Linked DNA regions of Mus musculus: region 1 is linked to region 2. The links are chromatin contacts, called in public HiChIP or PLAC-seq maps. All regions are on one chromosome and are shown on one strand. The core of a region is the stretch at or near the end of the contact, and the rest is flanking DNA. Distances in the headings are between cores, read along the strand shown. Region 1 overlaps Skp2 (S-phase kinase-associated protein 2). Region 2 holds the start of Cplane1 (ciliogenesis and planar polarity effector 1).

Region 1 (2,700 bases), core at 67-2,566, 950 kb after region 2:
CAGGTTGGAAACTGTAGCTCCAATGTCTCTTCCTCAAAGCTACATTGTTGTTAGCACAGACGGCTATCAACACAAATGCCCTCTAAAACCCACAGAGGATGCTCTAACAATGCCTTTCTCCCCATTCTCTCCTGCTAGGAGAGCCTCAAGAGAGTTTCAAAGTCAACGTCTAGTGATCACTAAGGAGACATAGTTACAAACGGTAACACCTCCCCCCCCCCCCCACCCCCACAAACTGAGCTTAGCCTGAAAGTTGGAGTGGCAAAGACACCACACTGCTCAAGTCAAGAATGTGGAGCCACTCCATCCAGACACCCAGAGGCAAAGCTTCACTGTGACAGCTCAGAGCTTTCCTACCTGGAGCAGCTGCTTAGCAGAGTCGCCACGGCAGATTCAGAAAACCCAGAGCACCCACAAAGGTTTAGTCGCACCAAGTTTTCATTCTGTGCAAGAGTCCTAGAAAAGAGAAATGCCGGAAGAATGCATTGCATCAATGGCGAGTCCTGGTGTGTGTGCCTGTGTGTGTGCAACTGTAGTCAGAAATGGGCTTCAAAATCTATATTTCAGGCTGGTGAGATGGCTCAGTGGATAAGAGCACTGACTGCTCTACTGAAGGTCCTGAGTTCAAATCCCAGCAACAACATAGTAGCTCACAACCACCCATAATGAGATCTGACACCCTCTTCTGGTGTGTCAAAAGACAGCTACAGTGTACTTACATATAGCAATAAATCAATCTTTGGGCCAGAGCCAACAGGGACTGGGCAAGCAGGGGTTGTGGGGTAGGGTGGCGGGGTGGCTGGAATGAGCAGAGGTCCTAAATTCAATTCCCAACAGCCAGATGAAGGCTCACAACCATCTGTACAGCTACAGTGTGCACTCATATACATAAAAATAAATAAATAAATCTTTAAAAAAGATCTATATTTCACTAGTCACAGCTGAGTGGCTTGCTTTGGCTACACATCTGCAAACTGGCGAGAGCATCTTCTTGCTGGGGTTGGGAAGAAGGTTAAATGACACATTGTACTGAGGGATTTGCAAAGAACTTGCAGCATAAATGTACAAGAAACACCAGTGAGTATATATATCTCTTATGTTAAAAGGCTCACCCTCTCCTCTTAGGGACCCTTAGTGGTGATGAGCTATTGTTCTGGAGTTAATTCTTGGTTTGGTTTGATTCACTGTGTGAACTTGGACAATCGATCTGGCCTTTCTGTGCCTCAGTTTTCACATAGTGGGAAAGGTCGAGAACTTACAGCTTGCTCTCAGAATTATGCTTAGGTTGGCATGGCTCTCACTCTTGTTCCGGTTTTCCTATCAGGCTTCCTCTTTTCTCATCTGACTAGTGCAATGTTCTCACATGCACGGAACTAGCAAATTAATTAAGTACATTGCAATCTGACATGGTCCTTCCATTCCCAGAATCATGATGCACCATGCTTCATGGCCTCTTTGCAAACTACCAGAGGCTCCACAGAAAGCCATTATTCTATAGCCATGATCCTCCTCATCTCCCTGATGTGTAGGCTCCAGCTACTAGCAGCTAGTGAGGCATTCAGAACAGCAGCAGTTGTCCTGAGGCTGCTTCTACTGTCCTATCGCTTTGGAGATCTCCTACCTGAATATCGTCAGTGGCCAGCCTGCAAGTCAGTACTCTGAGAAGCCTGCCTTCTTGCATTCAATCAGTTCCCCCGGAATGTTGCCACATAGCCAGCAATGCATTTAACCAACACTCTGCCCTGTAGTTATCTGCCTCACCCATGAAGGAGGCGCAGACCACATACTGTTGACCCCTTTTCTCTCTCACACCTAGAGTAGGTTCTGGCATATGGTCAGCATTCAAGTGTCTGCTGTCTTGAATATCTTAGACAGTTCTGGTTATTTGGTTTGTCCTTCTGGACACGTACACAAGGACACTGTGGTCATATACAAGAAACGCTGCCACACAAAGCGACTGTGTTCACGACATACTTCAGGTGTCACTCACTTGACAATGGGGTCTGAGAGCTGCAGGCCTTCCAGGCTTAGATTCTGCAGCTTGGAGCACTCGGACAGAATCTTATGGAGGTTCGACACATTTATCACTGAGTTCGACAGGTCCATGTGCTGTACCCGGAAAGAGCTGTATATACGAGAGAAAAGAGGCCCTGTGAGGTGACTCACACAAGTACACTCAGATTCCATCAGACTCCTTCCTGTCCGCACATGACAGCCGAGCACAAATAAATACCCCTTTTAAATACTGGAGAAAGAGCTGAGCAGAAAACAAATTGCTTCTAGCTAACTCCTATCCTCAATCATTTTTAAAACTCAAGATTTCCCAAGCACGGATGGATGTTACTGCCAACACGGTCGCACTCCTAAAATTAAAAGGTGGCTATTAGGAGATGAGCTAGCCACACGTGCCCAGGGCGTGTGGTAAGCCTATGATGACTCCTGGCTGCTGGTCCGGGTTGAGGTTGAGCACCTGAGCAACAACCATGTTTACTAAGAGGAGGAGGACAGTAGATGAACCAGTTTTAATGGGAGGCCTAGTGTTTAGCTTTAGATATGCTAATATCAAAGTACTAGATATGCTAATATCAAAGTACTCAAGTTCAGATGTGGAAGCTTTTCAGTAATTAGAACTAAGAATTTTGAAGCGGACCAGACTAACGGAAGGGTCTGAGAATCCTGAGCATAAATGTGGGTGCATAA
Region 2 (3,034 bases), core at 339-2,838:
AAATTATGACCATTTCCAAATTATCCCTTAAAATGATAGCCTACCTATAATTTATGAAATAACCATAATCGAGAGATAGGGATAGCAACTGTCCACAACTTCCTCCTGCTGAATTGGGTTGACAAATATTTTTAAGGGGTGGGAGGAGGAGGGAAAGTGGAAGAAGTGGTTAGGCTTAAGAAAGCTAGCACTAGCATCTGTTACCCAGTCGTTGTATACGTAGAAGGCTCAGGGCTTGACAGGTTCTGACTGGAGCTGTCTGAAAGGCTGGATGAACCTAATCCGTCTGGAACCTGGGGCTATTCCTGAAGCTGCTCTAGAAGCAAGTCTCTGGAGACAGCATCAGAAGGGAGGGGGCTGGAGCAGCAGCTCATTTCAGCGTCCATGCGGATGAACCTTGTCAGAGCTGCACATTCAGCAATACGTGAATCTTACAACCAACAGTTTAGTACTGTAAGATACCTGTGTGGATTGTGCAAAGTGCACAGATGAGTTAAGGTTGAACTTTTGCTCCTTGTTTGAGCAGGTAAAAGACGAGTATTCTTTTTATGAGTTAATTTGATCGATAACCAATTGTGATAAATCCTTCATGACATGTGAAGAATTCCATGACCAACACGATTTATTGTCTAATTTTAGCTGAAGTTTTGGCTAGAGACTTTTTTTTTTTTTTTTTGGTTTTTTGAGACAGGGTTTCTCTGTGTAGCCCTGGCTGTCCTGGAACTCACTCTGTAGACCAGGCTGGCCTCGAACTCAGAAATCCGCCTGCCTCTGCCTCCCAAGTGCTGGGATTAAAGGCGTGCCACCACTGCCCGGCAAGTTTTTGTTGTTGTTGTTGTTGGTTTTTGTTTGTTTGTTTGTTTATTTATCTATTATATGTGTGTGCACTGTTGTCTTCAGACACTCCAGAAGAGAGCATCAGATTTTTGTTATGGATGGTTGTGAGCTACCATGTGGTTGCAGGGATTTGAACTCAGGACCTTTGGAAGAGCAGTCGGTGCTCTTAACCGCTGAGCCATCTCACCAGCCCGTTGTTGTTGTTTTTTAACTTGTTATTTTATGAGTGTTTTGCCTACGTGTATGTATGTGCACCACCTTTGTAGCTGGTGCCCACAGAAGCCACAAAAGAGTGTCAGATGCCCTGGAACTGGAGTTACTCAGGGTTATGTCGTAGGTGCTGGGACTCTGAAATCGGGTCCTCCACAAAGGCAACAACTGCTCTTAACAGCGCAGATCTAAATGTTGGTTCTTAAGGCATTCTCATGCCAAGCTCCACGGAGAGCTCGGAAACTCAAAAGTCTTGCACGAGGGGAAGCCAGGGATGGATGGAGAGAGAAAGGACTACCGAGCTGAGGAGAGAGCAGGAGGGCAGGACAGACTCGGTGGAGGTAACCCACTCTGGCAGGCTTGCAGCGCTCTCCCAGAACCCCGGCGCAAAGCTGGCTACGCCGAGGAGGCGGGGCGGGCGGGGATCCGTCAGGTGCCCGCCCACGGAGCGGCATGGAGCATGCGCAGTGGGGCGGCCCCGCCCACGCGTCGCCTGGACACGGCTCTGGGGTGGCGGGCGCGGCCTCCTCCAGGGCTCAGCGGCTTCGCAGCCTCTGCGGTCCTCGGTGGGAGGTGGCGGCCTTGGGACCTTCCCCAGGGGCTCGGTCCCCGTGCCCCCCGCCTCCCAGGGTCTCCGGGCTAGCTGTGGGGACTTCCGTTTTCCTCGCGGCCGCCCGCCGTCCCGCCCAGGTCCTTCTTTGGGTCGCAGGCGTCCCCTCCCCGCCGTGGCCCCTCACACCTCCACAGGGGACCTCCGGGCAGGACTCTGCGGCCACAGCCACGAGGAAACCTCTGAGGAGACCCCAGCGGACGGCAGAGCAGTGAGGGATGGACGCGGGTTCCTAGCATCCTCCGTAGCACAAACCCCGCCCGGGACGTCAGCGATTTTCTTGAAATTGTATGCTCCGATTTGTTTGAAATAAAGGTACCTTTCCCCGGTTCCCGTAGACTGGGCAGATTACTCCTGTCATACATATATTTTTGCGCCATGGAGCGGATTTTTTTTAAAAATCAGTTCTTCCATCTGCAGTGTCTGTTGTGTAGTGCTTGGTCTATCCAGTAGCATCAGTGTTTTGAGAGGCTTTGCAGTATGCGTCAGAAAATGGTGTTTGCTGCATCCCAGGAGAGAGGTGATTGTTAGAATTCTAAGTGACGGGAGGTTGTACGTGATTCTGTAGCGCACCGTACTGAAATCTTGAAGTGGGTTTGCTGTCTTTCTATCTTTTATGCTTTACTTGAAAAAAAAAATATGTCTATCTTTTCCCAAACAAATCCTTTGCATAAATCTTTAAGTGTCTTTCACATCTAGAAGGACTCATTAGACAAAAAACATAATACAATTAATCCCTCAAAACCAAAACTAACAAGTTGCTGTCACCAGTAGAATCTAACGATGATTAACTCAGTCGTGCTGGGTTTTCTCCTGTTGCCTTTTATCAATTTTGCATTTAAAGTTGCATAATGTAATTAAATATGTATTTTAGATTAACCAGTTCCTTATGTTTTGCTGTACCTTATTTTTCTCTTTACATGTGCATATGTATAGTATTTAGGAATTATTAAACTACCTAGAAATAGCTTTTGATTTGAAGATGATTGCGTATATTAAATAGTCTTATATTCACTTGTCATACTCAGAATAATGCATATTTCTGGTAATGCTATTTTACATGAGTAGTCATCAAATTTAGGAAACTTGGCATTGAATAATATAGCATTTTTGTTTTGTTTTTTGATGCAGAATAAAATGCTTCATTTGGCCGCCTTGTGTGGTTAAATCATCCTTCATTTGGAACACCTGAGCTTCTGATTCTTCGCTGACACTGGTTGGTTAGTTTCATGTCCATTTATCACAAACCAGAATCATTTGGGAAGAACCTGAGTTGAAAAAAATGTCCCCCCCCCACCTCACGTGCCAAAACAGTGGTATGGCAGCTCTTTTCATTTTGAGGCAGGGTCGGGCTGGCCATAAATTCAGGTCTGGGCA

What was found. HiChIP or PLAC-seq counts read pairs in DNA pulled down with a chosen protein or histone mark.
Region 1: an H3K27ac HiChIP or PLAC-seq map of microglia shows a contact between it and region 2, with 8 times the contacts expected there. The contact joins the enhancer-like site here to the promoter of Cplane1 in region 2. A contact is called at or near these places in 5 of 39 promoter capture datasets (the 3T3-L1 cell line, cranial neural crest, hematopoietic stem and progenitor cells and 2 more) and 2 of 115 datasets of contacts at active chromatin or transcription factors (bone marrow-derived macrophages and microglia).

What each region holds. Positions count from the first base shown.
Region 1 is chr15:9,121,880-9,124,579 of GRCm38.p6, forward strand. It overlaps Skp2 (S-phase kinase-associated protein 2), which reads right to left. Exons shown (of 10, transcript NM_013787.3): 5 at 1,991-2,125; 6 at 358-456. Among named protein-coding and RNA genes, the nearest start is that of Skp2, 17 kb to the right of the region's middle. Within about 2 kb of position 1,317, at least 19 of the 459 cell types and tissues checked have an H3K27ac peak or open chromatin away from gene starts, as enhancers often do. A contact at or near this core is called in bone marrow-derived macrophages and microglia, where this site is marked.
Region 2 is chr15:8,167,518-8,170,551 of GRCm38.p6, forward strand. Cplane1 (ciliogenesis and planar polarity effector 1) reads left to right here and starts at 1,589. Exons shown (of 53, transcript NM_001162906.1): 1 at 1,589-1,972; 2 at 2,789-2,877.